Regions from separate parts of the Anas platyrhynchos genome. Here region 2 is linked to region 1. A link is a contact called in public Hi-C data. All regions are on one chromosome and are shown on one strand. The core of a region is the stretch at or near the end of the contact, and the rest is flanking DNA. Distances in the headings are between cores, read along the strand shown. Region 1 has its middle 20 kb from the start of RHOQ. Region 2 overlaps LOC110352700 (a long non-coding RNA gene).

The links. Hi-C and Micro-C count contacts between places; a contact is called where the count stands out from the background.
Region 2: a Hi-C map of subcutaneous adipose tissue shows a contact between it and region 1, with 2.1 times the contacts expected there. The contact joins two enhancer-like sites. A contact is called at or near these places in 2 of 8 Hi-C or Micro-C datasets (skeletal muscle and subcutaneous adipose tissue).

What each region holds. Positions count from the first base shown.
Region 1 is chr3:39,221,721-39,224,942 of IASCAAS_PekinDuck_T2T, forward strand. No RefSeq gene overlaps it. Among named protein-coding and RNA genes, the nearest start is that of RHOQ, 20 kb to the left of the region's middle. Within about 2 kb of position 1,676, at least 1 of the 8 cell types and tissues checked has an H3K27ac peak or open chromatin away from gene starts, as enhancers often do. A contact at or near this core is called in subcutaneous adipose tissue, where this site is marked.
Region 2 is chr3:39,264,556-39,267,583 of IASCAAS_PekinDuck_T2T, forward strand. The region is part of intron 3 of LOC110352700 (a long non-coding RNA gene); the gene reads left to right. Among named protein-coding and RNA genes, the nearest start is that of TMEM247, 20 kb to the left of the region's middle. Within about 2 kb of position 1,451, at least 1 of the 8 cell types and tissues checked has an H3K27ac peak or open chromatin away from gene starts, as enhancers often do. A contact at or near this core is called in subcutaneous adipose tissue, where this site is marked.

The sequences.
Region 1 (3,222 bases), core at 426-2,925:
TCATCCAATTCTTACATTAGTGTCTGGCAGTGATTGAGGGCAATGAAGCTAAGTGGCCAAATTTCTGTCCTTGCAAACTGAAGCAGGTAACTGCTACATCTGAAAAATTGCTACCATTTGAAAGGGACATGGAAGAAAAAAAAAAAACAACATGAAAATCAATGACAGACTCTAACTGGTCCCAGATTGTCTCTGTTTCTCGGGATATCCGCAGATGGTATGTCCAGTTAATATTTATAGGTGAGGTGGAAAGCAGTAACACTGGGAAGCCTCTGGTTTCTAAAACTGTGCTTCTTGTTCTCAGGGATTTTTGATTATCATGAGATCTGCATCTGCTTGTTATTAACTAATTATCTGATCCAGTTGCCTAGCAAAAATTTTGAAAGCAGGTGGTGCGCTCACTCCCCCTGCTTACATTTTCACTGCAGTGTTTGACCATTTGTCTCCTTAGCATCTGCTGAAATTCTCACAGACAATCCAGTCTTCTGATTCAGACCTTCTGATTGAGCAGTTATTAAGAAGAAAAGAACAAAACCTGTGCTTAAAAGTATAACACAGAAATATAGCAAGAAAACAGTGGCTTTAACCACAATGTATGCCTTCGGTAGCAGCAGTCTGTTTGGCAGCATTTATGGAATTTCTCCAGTTTGGTCTTTATCAAAAACCACAGTGCAATGAGCACGTCTGTGATAATCAAGTGATGTCCTCTTACCCTGAAGTTTGAGCAAGCTGAGGTAAGGAACAGAAATTTTAGAAGTTATGTGCTGAGAGTGCAGTCTGTGAATGTACCCACAGAAAGGAAACGGGCTATTTTTGGTCAGCTATGACTCCAGATTTATTGAACCACTTGATTTCATACAGAAATGATCTCTCTGGTATGGTCCTGAGGCTCTGCAGCGCTTCAGGAGCAGTAGGACAGAAGAAGGGAGCAAAGCACAAACTGAATTATAAAGAATATGCATTAAAATGAAAGAAAAAAAAAAATAGAGTGACAAACTCACACAAAAAGATAGGACCTCAGGCTTAGTGCCTCCCTGCTATTCTTATAGCACATTCCACAAAATACAGTTAGAAAAGGGCAGGCACCACTGCACTCTGCTTGTTTCTGTGTTTCTTCTTCCTCTCCCTGACACGGGATACTTCCTGAAGAGCAGTACATGCAGCCAAACTGTGTCCTGGACCACAACATCTTCAGTGCTACAAAAATAATAGTTCCCTCACCCTTGCTAAATCCAACTATTCAGAAACCATGACTCAGATGACTGAGATTTCAAAATGATGACTGGCTTAAAACTCATATTGATTTTTTATTTTTATTTCCAAGCAAGTAAGAGCCTTAAAGATCTTCAAATTGTCATCTGTCTTCTGGGCTCCGTGTTTTGCTCTGGAGTTTTAGTAGGTATGAGAGCTCAAAGCTTGAAACGAAAGTGGAATCACATAACTAGTGGCTGTGATGTGCAACAAAATCCTCAACAGCCAGCAGGACCGTTTCGATTTGTATATTTGTAAGATGGAAAAAATAAAGAAATTGGGCTTCCATAGCCTAGTGCTGAAGAAGGATATAATGGATCTGATGCTCAGCTACTTTGTTCCTGCACTTCAGGCAGGAGGGGAACGACTGCAGGCAGGGAAAAAAAAGTATGTGTGAAGTTTGGATTCATACCCTGGAGTCCTGCAGGGGCCGCAACAACTCTTACTGTGAGCCAGAGCATCCGCAGGGCCAGCCTAGTTTGTGCTCTGCTTCTTAAGGTCTGAAGCAGAGACTATCCAAGGCTCAGTGCATACCTGCTGTGCTCCCCATCTCCTCTGTGTGCTGGAGCTGGGGGTGCCCCATCCCTGGAGGTGTTCAGGGTGAGGCTGAATGGGGCTTTGGGCATCCTGGGCTGGTGGGAGGTGTCCCTGCACACAGCAGGGGGGTGGAATTAGGTGATCCTTAAGGTGCTTTCCAACCCAAACCATTCTGTGATTCTATGACATTTTGCATACAAGAGCTCACATTTTTTAGCCCATATAAAACTCTCTCACACACATGCACAAAGTATTTGGTTAAAGTGACATTATCTTTCATTTAGAAATGTGTAGTGAATCCAGGACATACTGATACTTTACTGTTTTGAGATAAATGAGCTTTGAATCAGGATCTGTTGTATAAATGAACAGATCTGGACACAACTTAAATTATTTGATTAGGGTTTTTGGAAGGAGTTTGTGGCATTTTAAGGAGTGAAGCCTCAGAGCCCTGTCTGTTAGCTTTCTTATGCTGCAGCCGGTCTTCGTTATTGTTTGCTGCTTTGATGCAACTGCAGAAAAAAACTCCCAGTTTCAGACTCCATGCTGGGTATGGGTTTGCTGTGTGTAAGCAACAAGAGGTGCTGAGTCAGCCTGGGCTGCTGCACGAGCTGTGATCCTGGGCAGCAACCGAGGTGCAGATTAGTCCCCAAGCTGCTGAAGGGTGTATGTTACTCCTGGAAGGCCTGTCTGTATGTTGGCACCCAAATAGGGGTGCCTTTAACAGGGGCAACTTATAAAAGAGTGTCAGGAAAATAATTACTTTAATGGGGACAGCTACTTTTAGATTTTCTGACCTTTATTGTGATACATGTTCTCTCTTACACACACACTCTGATACAAGAGCGTGCGTTTGAATAACGCGACTGAGCCCCCCTGCAGCACAGAAGTGAGCTCTCTGCCAACATCAGAGCTCTGCTTAGGCAAAGCTGAATTTGAGCTTGTCACTTTGGATTAAAGGTCATAAAGAGGTCGCAGAGTATCACTGACTGTGTGATACTAGTGTTAGGTGGGTGATTTTGAAACTTTGGTGTAGATGGCTTGTCTACAGCCAACTGAAGGAGCTAGTGGAATAAGCAAAAGCCAAGCTGAGGTTGCGATGTGCTGTAGTTCTGAAGCCAGTGTAATACCCACTGCAACAAAGCTGACATCAAGCAGATACAACAAGAGGTACCTAGAAAGGTTGAGGTGATTTATGTCAGTTCTCTTTTTAAACCCCATTGCAATGCCAGAAGACTGTAATGTAGTAGCCAACCATATTTTATGACAGATTAAGAAGACAAGGTATGTATATACGTATATACACACACACATATATGTTTACCCAAGAGTGAGACCAGGCTCTTTGGTTTCTGTTAACATATGCATTTCTTATGCAGTACTAAAAAAAAATCAAAATGTTCACTTGGTGGGCACTACCTTCAACACTCACTC
Region 2 (3,028 bases), core at 201-2,700, 43 kb after region 1:
GCACCATGTCCATGTGTCTCAAACACCTATAGGGACAGGGATTTCAGCACTTCCCTGTGCAGCCTGTTTCGATGTCTAACCACCCTTTCCATGAATAAATTCTTCATATCTAATCTAAGCCTCTGCTGGAGCAACTTGAGGCAGTTTGACCTTCTGAAGGACAATATCATCAGTCTCCCTTTATGGTGTTAGAAGATAGCATCTTACGGGCTTGTAGGGTGGTTTAGTCAGACAGTGATGGGCAGGCTCATGTGAAATGCACGGCTTGGTGTCATTAACCAAGGTGACTGTACAGGAGGTTTCTATTGTTCTCTGAAACTACAGGGTTCCTCATCTGAGAAAGTAAATGGGAAAGAACCAATGACGGTTTTGAAGACTGTGTTTCTTATAGAAACAATAACAAAAGAGGTGGGTCAAGAGGGGGGTGTCACAGAGGGGTGCAGCTACACATTGCGTTGTGAGATAGCATTCACCAGTCAAAGCAGGCAGCAGACATGCAAATGTAAGTTCTTGGAACTACTGACTGGCATCTGGCTTCCTGCACAGTCTCTTGTGCTGAATAATATGGTTGAGCGTTGGCTGTATGCGTTACTCAAACTTTTCTTTTTGGAATCTGATGACCTATTTTGATATCAGACTGGAAGTAATACATCCAAGAATCCTAAGCCAGTATCTGTTTTTTTTTTTTTTTTTTTTTTTTTTTTTTTTTTGTTTGTTTGTTTGTTTTTTAAATCATATTTTGTAGATGATATAAAAACATCCATACAAAGCACTTCCAAAGAGTGAAGAGTACATGGATGTCTCCCCTTATTGTAGCTTCTGTCCCTGTGTATTGGCAAGGCAAGCTGCCAAAAGAGTAGTGCTGACAATGACACTTGAGTCCTATTGACTTGTGATCTATTTCCCTCCTTGCTTACCTACAACAACGGCCCCAATTTGTTCCTTTCTTGTGTGCCTAAACTCAGTGCTGGGTCTGGGATAAGAAAGTATATTTGCAGTGATTAGTAGAAAACCACATCCATACTGCTTGACTGGCTGCTACCAACCAAGATACGTAATACGTTCCTCCTCCACTTTCCCTTAATGAGGTGTGAATTTGAGTGTAGCTCATCTTCTCACTTCTGTTTCTTAGGAAGAAAGCTGGAATTTTATCTGAGATATTTCCCCTGTGTCCAGTTTGATTGAAAGTGGCTAAGAGATTCAAAAACAGTAGCAGTAGCTGAGATGAACAGACTGTAAAAATGCTTCTTTTTAAGAGCTACAGAAAAAGAAACTAGTGGTGTTCAGGGATCCTCTTGGAAATGTTCTTTTTTCCTCTGCTGGAAGTTAGCTGAGAAATTAAAACTATTTGACTCTGCTGACATTCAGGCAAATAAGGAACCAAAACTGGAAATGAATCATCCTCTTTTCTGCTCTGTCTCTCAAGCTGTTCCCCAAAAGGTGGCAGTCTCTGCTAGCAGGAATGTGTCATGCTCTGACAGATGGGTGCTTTTCCTTGAGGTTCATTCAGTTCTGTGTTCTGCACTGGCTGAGTTTTTTTTTTTTTTTCTCTCCCCTCCTCCCCCATAACCTTTATCTTTCAAATGCGACCAGCAGCCTGTATATTTGACAAATATTTGTCTAGCACTGTAAATGCACACAGACTTAAAAATGACCTTTGAGTTAAACCAGAGCAGATTCCCACATAAAAAGGAATTAGTTCGAGTTACTTTTTTTTTTTTTTTTTTTTTTTTAAGCTGTATAAACAGAAATTATTAGAATGCATGCTATGAATGCTTCATCTCTGCATCTGTGGCTGAACTTCTACAGCTCGTTAAAATGTTATCACAGCTACAACTGTTCCCTGAAGACTGTGCCAGTGGCCTGGACCTGTACTCTCCAGGTATATGCAAAATTCCTGGGCTTCTCTGGTGTTCTCTCAGTTTGGGGTCAGATCTGAAGGACTTGAAGCTGTCCTTGAGTTATAATCCAGACCCCATGAAGCTGGTGCTCCTTGCTTACTGGTGCTGTTCTGATGGCGCTCTATTTTATATCTCTGCCTGGACTCAGTTGCTGCACAGACAAAGTTATTCCTGGGCTATTCCTGGATCTGACAGCAGCTACAAGCCTGTGGATGCTGCTGCAAGATCCAGCCAGTGGTCATCACGGGATGAGGGGAATGCAGTTCATACCCTGACATTTCCATCCCCCTGCCCCCATCACATCCTTATACACATGATTTCCTCATCTACTTCTGTAGTCTTCTCCCTGGAGAGCTCACAATGAATCTAAGGAAAGGAGTGGAAAATGCCTGCCGAAGCAGCTAATTCTGTCCTTCCATTTGGGGACGAGAAGCCCAAGTTTACCTCTTGGGACACTCTCAAAGACATGCACTGGTTGTTGCTTAAAAACAAATGAAAAACAGACTTCCCAGGGTGGATTTTTCCTCTTAGGAGACTGGTGATTGTATTTGAGACCCTTTTTTAGATAGTGGGAAATTAACAAGGGGATTCTAGAAACAAATTCACTGGGCCTGAGCTGTTTTTACTGTGCAGACACTAACGTATCTTTGTCTTTACAGCATGGCAATTCCCACATCAGTCAGATTGGACTAAAAGGATCTTCATATGAATAATAATGCAGACTGGCAGCGTACTTCTAAAAACTTCATTTAGCTAAACAGAAGTATATTGTGTCCGTGTTTCTGCTCCAGGAATGTGTCTCTTATTTTTTTTTCCTCTGCCTTTCAAGTATTCATTGGTTAAGAAATCTGACTTGCCTTCACTCGAACACTAGATAACTTAGAGGGAGAATTTCATTTATTTCTCTGTTTTGTAAAGAATGACAAACCCTGCAAAATTGTGAGTGCAAAATCCAGTACTCTCCTCACTACTGATTTTCTTGAGGATTCTTTGGTTCCACTGTAGACAATTGCATTGAGGCTTCAAATGATGGGATAAATAGTCAAAAGCCAAAGTACAGAAAATGGCTAAGGCCTGCTCCACATCAGAGAAGGCAGATTAGAGCTAGAGAAGGTTCAGAGTAGCAG